Linked DNA regions of Gossypium hirsutum: regions 1, 2 and 4 are each linked to region 3. A link is a contact called in public Hi-C data. All regions are on one chromosome and are shown on one strand. The core of a region is the stretch at or near the end of the contact, and the rest is flanking DNA. Distances in the headings are between cores, read along the strand shown.

The links. A called contact is a pair of places that touch in the nucleus more often than the background predicts.
Region 1: a Hi-C map of leaf shows a contact between it and region 3, with 1.8 times the contacts expected there. The contact joins the promoter of LOC107954703 here to the promoter of LOC107954667 in region 3. A contact is called at or near these places in 2 of 34 Hi-C or Micro-C datasets (both in leaf).
Region 2: a contact with region 3 is called in a Hi-C map of leaf, with 2.6 times the contacts expected there. The contact joins the promoter of LOC107954702 here to the promoter of LOC107954667 in region 3. A contact is called at or near these places in 2 of 34 Hi-C or Micro-C datasets (both in leaf).
Region 4: a contact with region 3 is called in a Hi-C map of leaf, with 1.8 times the contacts expected there. The contact joins the promoter of LOC107954701 here to the promoter of LOC107954667 in region 3. A contact is called at or near these places in 2 of 34 Hi-C or Micro-C datasets (callus and leaf).

Annotation. Positions count from the first base shown.
Region 1 is chrD07:36,807,572-36,810,271 of Gossypium_hirsutum_v2.1, forward strand. It overlaps LOC107954703 (TBC1 domain family member 2B), which reads right to left and starts at 1,435. Exons shown (of 7, transcript XM_016890339.2): 1 at 232-1,435. The coding sequence starts at 720.
Region 2 is chrD07:36,762,747-36,765,446 of Gossypium_hirsutum_v2.1, forward strand. LOC107954702 (fasciclin-like arabinogalactan protein 7) reads left to right here and starts at 1,259. Exons shown (of 2, transcript XM_016890337.2): 1 at 1,259-1,562; 2 at 2,260-2,700. The coding sequence starts at 2,305.
Region 3 is chrD07:36,391,155-36,393,854 of Gossypium_hirsutum_v2.1, forward strand. LOC107954667 (GTP-binding protein SAR1) reads left to right here and starts at 1,383. Exons shown (of 6, transcript XM_041096591.1): 1 at 1,383-1,849. LOC107954669 (a long non-coding RNA gene) reads right to left here and starts at 1,388. Exons shown (of 2, transcript XR_005915658.1): 1 at 1,028-1,388.
Region 4 is chrD07:36,739,516-36,742,215 of Gossypium_hirsutum_v2.1, forward strand. It overlaps LOC107954701 (F-box protein At3g07870), which reads left to right and starts at 1,392. Exons shown (of 1, transcript XM_016890336.2): 1 at 1,392-2,700. The coding sequence starts at 1,613.

The DNA.
Region 1 (2,700 bases), core at 185-2,684, 420 kb after region 3:
TATCGAAATCCCAACATTAACCTATAAAAACGAAACCATCCGCTCATTTAGGTCGATCATAAGATATTATGAATTTTACAATTCCAAATTCATAGTGCAAAATTAACCAAGCCTATAGAAAAAAGAAACAAAACAAACATCACCTCCTGACAAAGATCCATGTAAAAATAGGGGGAAAAGAAACAAATATCAATGAAGCAAATGCAAAAACACCCAAAATGCAGGACTTACATGATCAATCTGACGTGTTGCAGGCGTGTCCATACCCTCTACCGCCTTTAACAAATCATTATAATAGCTTTCAGGCACCGTAGACTTCTTCTTGGCGGCACCCGAAAGCGAAAACCAAACCTTAGGCCTAAGCACAGGGGGAATGCCTTTCCTAATAAGCTTCTTCAATGTGATCGCATTAACAAAACCTGACAATTTGAGCGAAGATTTCAACCCAATCCCTTGCGATATCGAAATCTGCGGCTGCAAATACCAATTGGCCCCTTTGCTTGCTTCGAGTGCCCACCAAACACGCCCTTGTTGCCTCACCTTTTCTCTTACCTCATTCAACACATTAACATCGTCCACATTGCCTTCTACTGTGAACCCATAAAGGTCTTGGAATTTCACTATTATATTTGCTCTTCTCGCATGGATGCTTGGCCTTAAGATGTGAAATTGCGCTTGCCATTCAAAGGCAATGTCCATTTTGCTTTGGGGACCAAACATTTCCCCCCCCTTTTTTTTTGTTCTTTTTTCTCGATGATAGATTAAGAGAAAAGGAGAAATGGGTTATAAGGGCTGTATCAGGAACGAGAGAAAACTACGAACTTTGAACCATGAAAAAAGGTTGATTTATTTGGAGCTTGCAAGCTTGGAAAATTGAAGAAAGACAAATTCTTTCAAATGGGTTTTATATAAAGAAGTTGATAAGAGGAAGAATTACGATCTGGCAGAGATAAATGCTCTCACAAATTTGGATGGCTATCAAAGTTCCTTTTTCATATATTCAAAACAAACAATGTACTTTTGAAAATCGAATTATTTTCAAAAGCGCCAAAGCTTGAAAAAATAAAAAGAAAGAAAAAGGAAAAGCCAAGCCAAGCCAAGCCCAGATAACAATTCTTTTATTGTTTCTCAACGAGAGAGAAAACAAAACGAAACGAAACAAAATTTTCTATAAGAGGAGTAAAATTCCTTTTTTTCAATTCTTTTATTTCAAAGGACATGGATGACTAAAAAAGACAAGGGAAAGAGGTTATGAAAGAAACCGAATTAATAGGTAGGTAAAAATAAAAGCTAGGCAATCTAAAGAAAATTAGGAGGTTGTAGGTGGTGGGAGTCATCTTCATCTTCATCTCTTTTCCTCATCAGCAAAAATGAAAAATCCCCACTGTCATTATAATAACAACAGAGGAAAACAGTTTTACCCTTAAAAATTGTTTGTATACTCGAATTTTCTGGACGAAATTGAAAAAATAATTATCTCACTATTAACATAGTATATTCATTATTACTCATGTCTACAAAAGAATTTACTCGTTTAATTCTTAATAAATTAAATGTATTATTTTTTTGAGTAATTAACTGATATATAAATATTAATTATATTGTTCAGTATCATTTTAACCACTATCATCAATTTCTTTGGGATATACTTTTATTCTAACATAATTTTTTTTTATTAAATTTAGCATTATTAATGTTAGTTTCAAAACAGTTTAGTTTTTTTCCCTGGTTTCTAAAAATACAATTATTGGAGCGTTAGAGAGAGAGAGAGAGACGTTACCCACGGACAGCGTTTGATAGGACAGTGATAATGGACTAGCGTTGATATTAGACCTGTCCATGGGCTGGGTGGCCTGGCCCGGCCCGACGATCCGTCCGAAATATGGGAGGGTTTGAGTAAAAATATAGGTCCGAAATATGGGTTTGGGCAAAATTTTAGGCCCATTTAAAAAATAGGCCGGGCCTCGGGCAAGATTTTTTGGCCTGGGCCCGCCCGGCCCGAAAAATATTAAATATATATTTTTTTATTTTTAAAATATAATAGTTTTTTATTTTAAGTTTATTTACTTTCATTTACTTGACTAGTGTTACAAAATAATAATAATAAAACATCAAGTTTGTTTTACTAATCAAATGTTAGATTTTGTTACAACAATTAATACAATTAATACAATTAATAATTTGATAAATTTACTAATCAAATGTTAGATTTTATTACAACAATTAATACAATTAACAACTAAAAATTTGATAATTTTACTAACAATTAATTTTAATAACAATTAGTTTTAATTTTATTAAAAAAATAATTTTAATTTTAATTAAAAACAGGCCGTGCCGGGCCGGGCTCGGGCCCCATATTTTTTTCGGGCCGGGCCGAGCCCGGGCCTAGTAAACGGGCTGAAAATTTTTTGTGGGCCCAGCCCAAACCCGACCCGGCCCATGGACAGGTCTAGTTGAAACTCAATCTAACTGTTCTGTTTTTATTTCCTGGATGACTGAAATGCCCCCGCCATTATTCGGAAAATTATTGCTTCTCTATATATATACTTTTCAGTAAATAATAACCAAATTGGTAGCGTGATTACACTTCGACGTGGGAATTGGGTGAGTTCGGGATGGAGCTCTTCCTTCTTTCTTTTTTAGATAGCATTCCGTTCGTTCGTGAGACTAACTAACAATTACATAAAGGTTTCATCA
Region 2 (2,700 bases), core at 9-2,508, 370 kb after region 3:
TCGACCCAGTTTCTCACCTTGGGGTGCACCAGTTCTATTTGTTAAGAAAAAGGATGGATCTATGCGATTATGTATTGATCATTTCCAACTCAACAAAGTCACGATCAAGAACAAGTAAATACTAAGTTCATATGTTAATTTCAATTAGTAAGATTTTAAATGGCAGGTATGTTGTGTTTAAATTATTCTAACTTACTAAGTTTTAAGTAAGCTTACCTTGTTTCATTATCTTCAAATCAAGCTCAAAATCATCAATTTCACTATAATCGCAACTTGTTACGCATTAACTAAGTGAACAAATTAACACATGGGCTAACTAGATCAAGCTCCCATGAATCAAATTCTATATAAATTTCAAGAAAATAACTTAGTTACCTTTGAAAAGTGGTGATGCTTGAAATCCTGCACCAAATATCGAAAATTTCTTACACCTCCACTAACAACTCTAGAAAAACACCCCTGCCTTCTCAATGTCCAAACATCACCATCCCGAGTTGAACCTAAAAAACTTATAATTCTTATTGGGTATGCACTTAGCACTTCCAACTTTGATTTTCCTTAGGATCCTCCTCTTTATGCTATCCAAGGAAGCATCACTATTAATGGTCATGCTAAACATCGTGTCCAATTGGAATATGACTCTATTAGTCAAATACATGTCTCCATTGAAATAGATTTGTGTAAAGAATCGATCTAACATCTTGAGGCCGCTAAATATTACATTTTTAATTTTACAAAAAAAAAATAACAATCTCAACAATTCTTAATAACAATGAATCCAATAACATTAATACTAACTTACTACAACGGAAACAATGCACAATAACTAAATTTCCTTACATCTTATATAGAACATATTCACAAAATACAAGATTCCTAAAAGAAATCCCGAAATATTGTCAGTGGCATCTTGACACCTGCGGATGTCAAATTTATGGTATTATCTTTTTATCGTCAACAAATGATTCAACAATAAAATTCTATCCATATTGTTGAACGTAAACAAAGGAGCTTGACACTAGCAGATGTCAGGGTAATCCTTAAAAAGCATATTCTAGAAAATAAGTTTCTTAGACACTTATGATGAAAATTAATTTAATTTTTTTATATTATGTTAATATTATTCATAATTTTTGCCCACATTGTATAATTGATTTGAATTGAGGTCCACATATAATATAAGATTTTAAATAATTAGGGGCAGAGAATGCAGCTGCTTTAGTTTAAACGCAAGCTCTCGCACCTCAAAATATAATTCTCTTGTCCATAAGTTAAAAAGTTGACTAATATAACTTTTAAAAACAAGAAATTGGTATTAGTTAATATTCCAGTATTTATTTACTTAATTCCTTGTTTCTTGCACTCCAAATTTCCTAAACCTTTAATCCCCTTTAAGCATAATAGCTGGTACCACCCCAGACTCACTTTGTTGTCGTGTGTATATACAGATATACATTATAGAAGCAAAAAAGCCAATCTCTGTATAGACTAGCTCAGGTTATTCCTATCTGCAACATTGGTACCCAAGGTACTGACTTTCGCTCTGAATTCCTCTGGGTCAGGTTAGTTTCCTTCATTTGCCTGCACTCATTGAGATCTGCTTTTGTTAGAGTTCCATTATTTGAGAGTTCTACTGATCCGTTTTCTTTGAAGTTAAAATGAATATTTACACTGTGGTTGTGGGTTCTTTTTTTTCCTTGAACGTGTTACTTGCTCGCCCTGAGAAACGTCTAGTGTGAAGTATCCTTCCAGAAGCAGAGTTGAATTCCAGGCTTCCAGCCATTTATATAGTCAAGGTGTAAGGCAAACTAAAAATTAGATTTGATCTGGGTTTTGGTCTAAAATTTGATTACCTGGGGTATTTGGTAAGCTGTACTTTGCTTGAGGGAGCTCAAGAACAAGAAATTGGATCATATTTGTGAATGCAGTTCATGGCTATTTTCGATCTCATCTATAATTAAATTGTTTGATCAAGCTTTAAGCATTTTGTCTTATTACGGTTAAGGAGTTTTCTCATTTCTTGCTTTCTTGGGTTAGGCTAGTCAAGATCTGCTTTTTCATCACGTCCCATTCCTGAATGAAATGGAAATTTTGGTTCTCTTTACCAATTACAGTTACTAGTTTTATGTTCTTATCTAAAATGTGAAATGGGCTTCTGAATTCTTATCGTAGGGACATTTTTAATAGTTTGATGTTCATACTGTTTAGATGCAACGTAACTATGACGTATTTGATTGAATGGTCGATTGATTATTGCAGGAATTTAGTGATCACTACTGAATCAAAATCAAACTTTGGGGGGAAATGGAGTTTTCCAAGATTTTTACGATATGTTTTTCTGTATTGCTCTTGTGCTCCTCGTTGGCCTATGGTCAAGCAAGGAGCCCTCCTGCTCCGGTCGCAATGAGCCCAACTCCAACACCAGCCCCAGCACCGGCACCGCCATATGTAAACCTCACTTATTTACTCTCAGTGGCTGGTCCATTTCACACTTTCCTTGACTACCTTGAGTCCACTAAAGTGATTGACACCTTTCAAAACCAAGCCAACAACACTGATCAAGGGATTACAGTTTTTGTACCAAAAGACAGTGCCTTCAAGGATCTTAGGAAGCCTTCATTTTCCAATCTCAGTGATGACCAGCTTAAATCACTTATCCTTTACCATGCCTTGCCCAGATTTTACACACTTGCAGACTTC
Region 3 (2,700 bases), core at 133-2,632:
TGCCTTTATCTATAAAATCACCAAAAAAAGAAAAGAACATTTTTGTCCTCTCACATGACCGCCTTTTTTATCATTCGAAGAGAGAATGGCGTTAAAATCTCCAATGGCTAACCATGTAGAATGTCTAAGCGGGATAAACAGACTCAGATCCCTCCAAATAAATTTCTTTTTTTGTCCATCGAGACTTCCATACACAAAAGCAATAAAGATCAAATGTGGTTGGATAATGGAGCAAATGTGAACTAGGATGAATTGAGGATGATTTTTAATCACTTTCAAATCGATAGATTCTCTCAATCCTAACCAAATACCACTCGAAAAGCCAATCGCTTCCACTCGATGAGATTTTGCCAAATTCAAACTAGCAATGATAGCGTTGGCTTTAACCCTACTAACTTTTGGCTCAAGAAGACTGACTATGTCCGATTGATATTGTTTACGGTACTCACAAAGTACTTGCGGGAATTTTACATTCGTACACCCTTGTACATTCCAAGATAAAATAGATAAATCCATATTAAAAAGAAAAGAAAAAAAACTTATCTTACTATCGACCAGAGGCAACAATATCTGGCTTCTCCCCCTCTTTCATTGACATATCCATAGTAGATTGCCCGCTTAAATCTGATGAGATGAGTTCCGCTGTTGTCTTCATCGATTTAGCGAAAGAAACACAAGAACTACCAGAAGCCTTGAATCGGTTACCCAAGCCCTTTAGATTTTATTTATTTTCCACCCTCCTTTTGAACTGAGAGTTTTGACTTCGCTCTCCTTAAATTTACTTAAAGGCAATTGATTTCTAGAAGTAGTTGAACTGCTCCCAACCGTCTTCCTAGAAAAATTATGTTGGGTGTTGTCCTTAAAGATTACGGCGGTATGATTATTGGCATCCAAAATACCCTCATTGGGTTGAAATGCAGTGAATGCTCTTTTTTAAATTGATTTGATTTTGAGAGAGCCATGTCCACACCACCTGTATAAAAATCAGCTAAAACAATTGAAGAAGAAGACAAGGGAACGAGTTTACCTGAAACAAATGGTTGGTAGGCCTTCACAACGTTGTCTAAAGACACACAGTCTTCTTCTGTGGGATCCATGCCACCTGAAATAGATGGCTGGTGGGCCTTCGCAACATTGTCCAAAGACACGCAGTCTCCTCCTGTGGGGTTTGATGAATTCATGCCAATTAAATCTTTGATACTCGAAACACTAAATGGCCCAATGTCGTAGCCCTTTCCCGTGACAGGCTTTGCTAATAGGTTAACCGAATGGTCCAGTCCAGCAATGCACCCAGAATTCTTTTGGTGCTTTAACTGATTTTTGTATTTGGGCTTCCTAACCTATCCAAAATTAATATCCCCCACCCTCTGTTTCGTGTATTCTTTGCTTTCACCTACAACAACATGAAATTGTCTTGTTGAAGGGTTTTCAAAATTTTCAGTCAAAATCCCTTTCCCATGCCTTTTTAAAATTGGTGTAGATTCCTTTTCAATACTTTCTTCTGTGATTTTAGCCTCTAGACTAGCCAAAGATTGAAATCATGATCCCATAGTTTTTTCTTCTAGTCTGGACTTTCCAATTTTGTCATATTCCTGAAGAGTGCATCTAGATCTTCTCTCTTCCAACATCCAAGGGCCAAAATCCCCTTCTCCAGCCACCGTATTTTTTGATTAATTCCGGTCATTGGGTCCATTACCTTTGATAAGCCAGAAGGGAGTGAAGTATGAGGACAAGACTCATTGTTGTACCCATAACGTCCACAAAAGAAGCACATCACCAGTAGGCTTTCGTACTCAACTCTTTGAAGATTTCCATTGATTAGTACTTTTGAGATCAAAGGCTTACCGAGGTTTACATAAACTGCCATACACGCGTATCGTACCCTTACTTTACTATCTATATTAAAGTCTAACTTAGGGCTAGTTTGGATGGGCGGTGTGTTTGCCTCCGGTGAGGTTAAAAACAACGGTGGTGGTGAGATTAGTTACTATAGCGGTGAGATTGGATACTGTAGCGATGACATTAAAAACAGTGGTGGTGTGTGTGTTTGGATTCAAACGCAGTTGTAGCGGCGAGGTGAGAATAAAAATGACTATTAAGGACATCATATTAGAATTGATATATAATAGAAGTTTTTTAAATTATTTAAATTTGTTAAAATTATTAAAATATGTGAATTTATAAATTCATTTAATAAAATATTAAAATATATCTTTCAATATTTTAATGAATTATATAATTATATAATTAATTTAAATTATTTATTAGATAAAATGATAATTATTTTTAATTTTTTATAGTTAAATATTTTTTTATAACAATGTTAAATATTATTTTTACAAATAGTAACATTATACTTAGATCAAATTTTAAAGTATCTAAACGGATAAATTTTAATAAAAAAATAGTAACATAAGACATAACAAGTTTCATTATTACTAGAAATTAGGTTATGATACAAAATATTTTTACAAATATGGATTCATTAAACTAGTTACAATGGTTTCCCTTAACATTGTGATTTCAAGGTCACTTTCTCTATTAGAAGAACTCGATTCACCTCTGTCAAACTGGCTTGAAAAGACTGACATGTCGGGTATATTCTCAAATTCTCGAAAATCCTCATCATTTGACGAAGCATGTCTTCGAATGTAATTATGCAAAACCATTGTTGCAATAACTATTAAAACTAGTTCGCTT
Region 4 (2,700 bases), core at 142-2,641, 350 kb after region 3:
ATTTATATTATTGAATTGTTTAGTCATAAAATTGAATTTTATTAAAATTGAAATTGAATTATTAATTATGCCATAAAATATTCGTGTTAAAATTTTATATTGGTATCAATTTCACATTTTATTTTTAAAATAACTTTTATTAAAAAAATCATATTTTTACATTTAATATATTTTTAATTCTAAAATACATAGTGACAAGAATCTGAAGATAATTGAAACAACTAAGCAATCAAAGAAGCTAACCAATATATAAAAAATTAATAAATAAATTATGAAGTGATGAAAGTTAATAAAAATTTTGATTAAGGTGGACAAATTTTATTACAATGGGTGACAATGGTTACAAGGACCCAAAATTATTTTTTAAAATTTAACTCGAACAAATATATTCGATTCGATTCGGATCCGATTCGATTCGAATTCCATCTCACTCGACTCGATTCGAGAAAACTTCAAATAAAGTTAGGATGATAAAATGAGATTCGAAAACTCGATTAACTCGAAAATTTTCGATTCGATTCGATTCGATCGAATGCTCACCCCTAAATGTTATTGTATTTTCTTCTTTCCTTATTAGCATAGCTTTCTTTACGCAACTTGTTTACTCCTAGAACATGTTAAAAAAAAAAACTCATTCAAATCAATTTTACAATATATATATACCTAATGTAATATTTGAAGAAGCTAATTCCCCAACATGTTTCAAACTCTAGAATCCAACTCTTTTTTTTCTTTTTCCATTAATTTAGTGCTTTCAGCTTTTTTTTCTCTCTTTCTAGACTTCATAACAAAAACACAAAATAAAGTAGAAAGTTATGGGAACTTTACAGGCTCGTTTCTCTATTGGTTTACTTGCACCAAAATTTCTTGGTTTTTATTTCTCACGTTCCATAAAATCAAGCCATTTTGTTTTTTGGTTTTATATCTTTGTTTATTTTTTACCTTGAATTTATCGTCTTCGGTCTCTTATTTTGTATTTGTTTTTGGAGATTTATAATTAAATAAGTTTATTTATATATTATATGTATATACCTAAAAGGTAGTAGTTCAAAATAAAAGAAAGGATTACTACATTCAAATTTTACACCAGTTGAATACCATATTTAATATTATTTTATCATCAACTAAACTAAACCCAATCCAAAAAATCGAATATATATATATAAAAAGTTTTGGTTTTTGTCTAATATTTTGATCTGATTATTGAAGATTGAATGTTGCAAGGTCACTATCAGTAGGGCCATCTTTGCATAGCCATGGAATTTATTCATAAACTTTGCTTTTTCTACATTCATATTTCAGCAATCTATATGCTTAATTGGACGGTGCAGATTGTTATGTCCATCAATTTCTTTATAACTTTGTCCCATTAATCAAAGGAAGAAAAAATAAAAAATCAAACCTTTCAATAAGGCTAGGGAGAGCCTATATTCAATGATAGTTTCCATACAAACACTATTCAATTTCCTTGTGGTTGCCGTCTCTCTCTCTCTCCTTTTTATTTATTTTTATTTTTATATTATTATTCGTTTGATCTTATAAAAAGTCTACCATGTTTATCTTCAACCTTCCATTTTGATCATCTCCCTAAAAACCCACTATTTTGCAACCCATGTGTGTTGTGAATCTCTTACTAACTATGGATTTAGACGATGAGAGGGTTGCAAAAAGAAGGAAAACCATGCTTGAAGATGATCGTGGTGTTGGACAGCAGACGACAACTGAGATGGAAACCCTTCCCCATGAAATCATCGTCGACATACTGTCAAGGTTGCCGATAACATCTTTGGTGCAATTCAAGTTCGTATGCAAAGGATGGCGTGCTTTAGCTCAAGATCCTCTCCTTGCTGATATGCAACTTTCCTGGAAAGCTCCGACCACTAATCCATGCCTCATCCTTCACTGCGATTTTCCCATCCGAAACCAGCTCTATTTCGTTGATTTATCGGTTCACAATCACGATAAGGACAAGGTAAAAAGATTATATGTGCCTTTCCAGACATCGTTGCCTGAATTCGATGTAGTTGGAACATGCAATGGTTTATTATGCTTGTCTGATTCATTATACAACGAGGCACTTTATGTTTACAACCCTTTCACCATGGATTTCATGGAGCTGCCAAAGTCTAGACAATATTCAGATCAGGAAGTAGTGTTCGGGTTCGGATTCCATCAGAAAACGAAGCAATACAAGGTAGTTAAGATAGTTTATTATAGGAACACTAGTAGTAGTAGCTACAGCCGTGCCCGAAGAGTGGTTTATCCTCAATCAGATGTTCAGGTATTCACCCTTGGAACCTCTGCATGGAGGAGTCTAGGGAAAGTAGCGTACCAGCTCATAAGGCGACCCTCTGAGGCTTTGGTTAACGGAAGGCTTCATTGGGTGAGTAGGCCCCGGAGATATTACCCAGCTCGCCGCCTTATGTCATTTGACTTAGAGGACGAACAATTCCGGGAGGTCCCGAAACCTGATTGCGGTGGCCTAAACAGGTGTAACTTCCATTTGTGTGTTTTAAGAGGTTTTCTTGCAGCAGCTGTTTATGGGAATTATGGGAAATTGGAGATATGGGTTATGAAGGATTATAATGTGAAGGAGTCTTGGATAAAAGAGTTCAGCATTGGAGCTTATATGCCGAAATGTTTGAAACAAAATTTGGTCCGAGATAGGCCATTGAAGATATGGAAGAATCCTTCAAATGG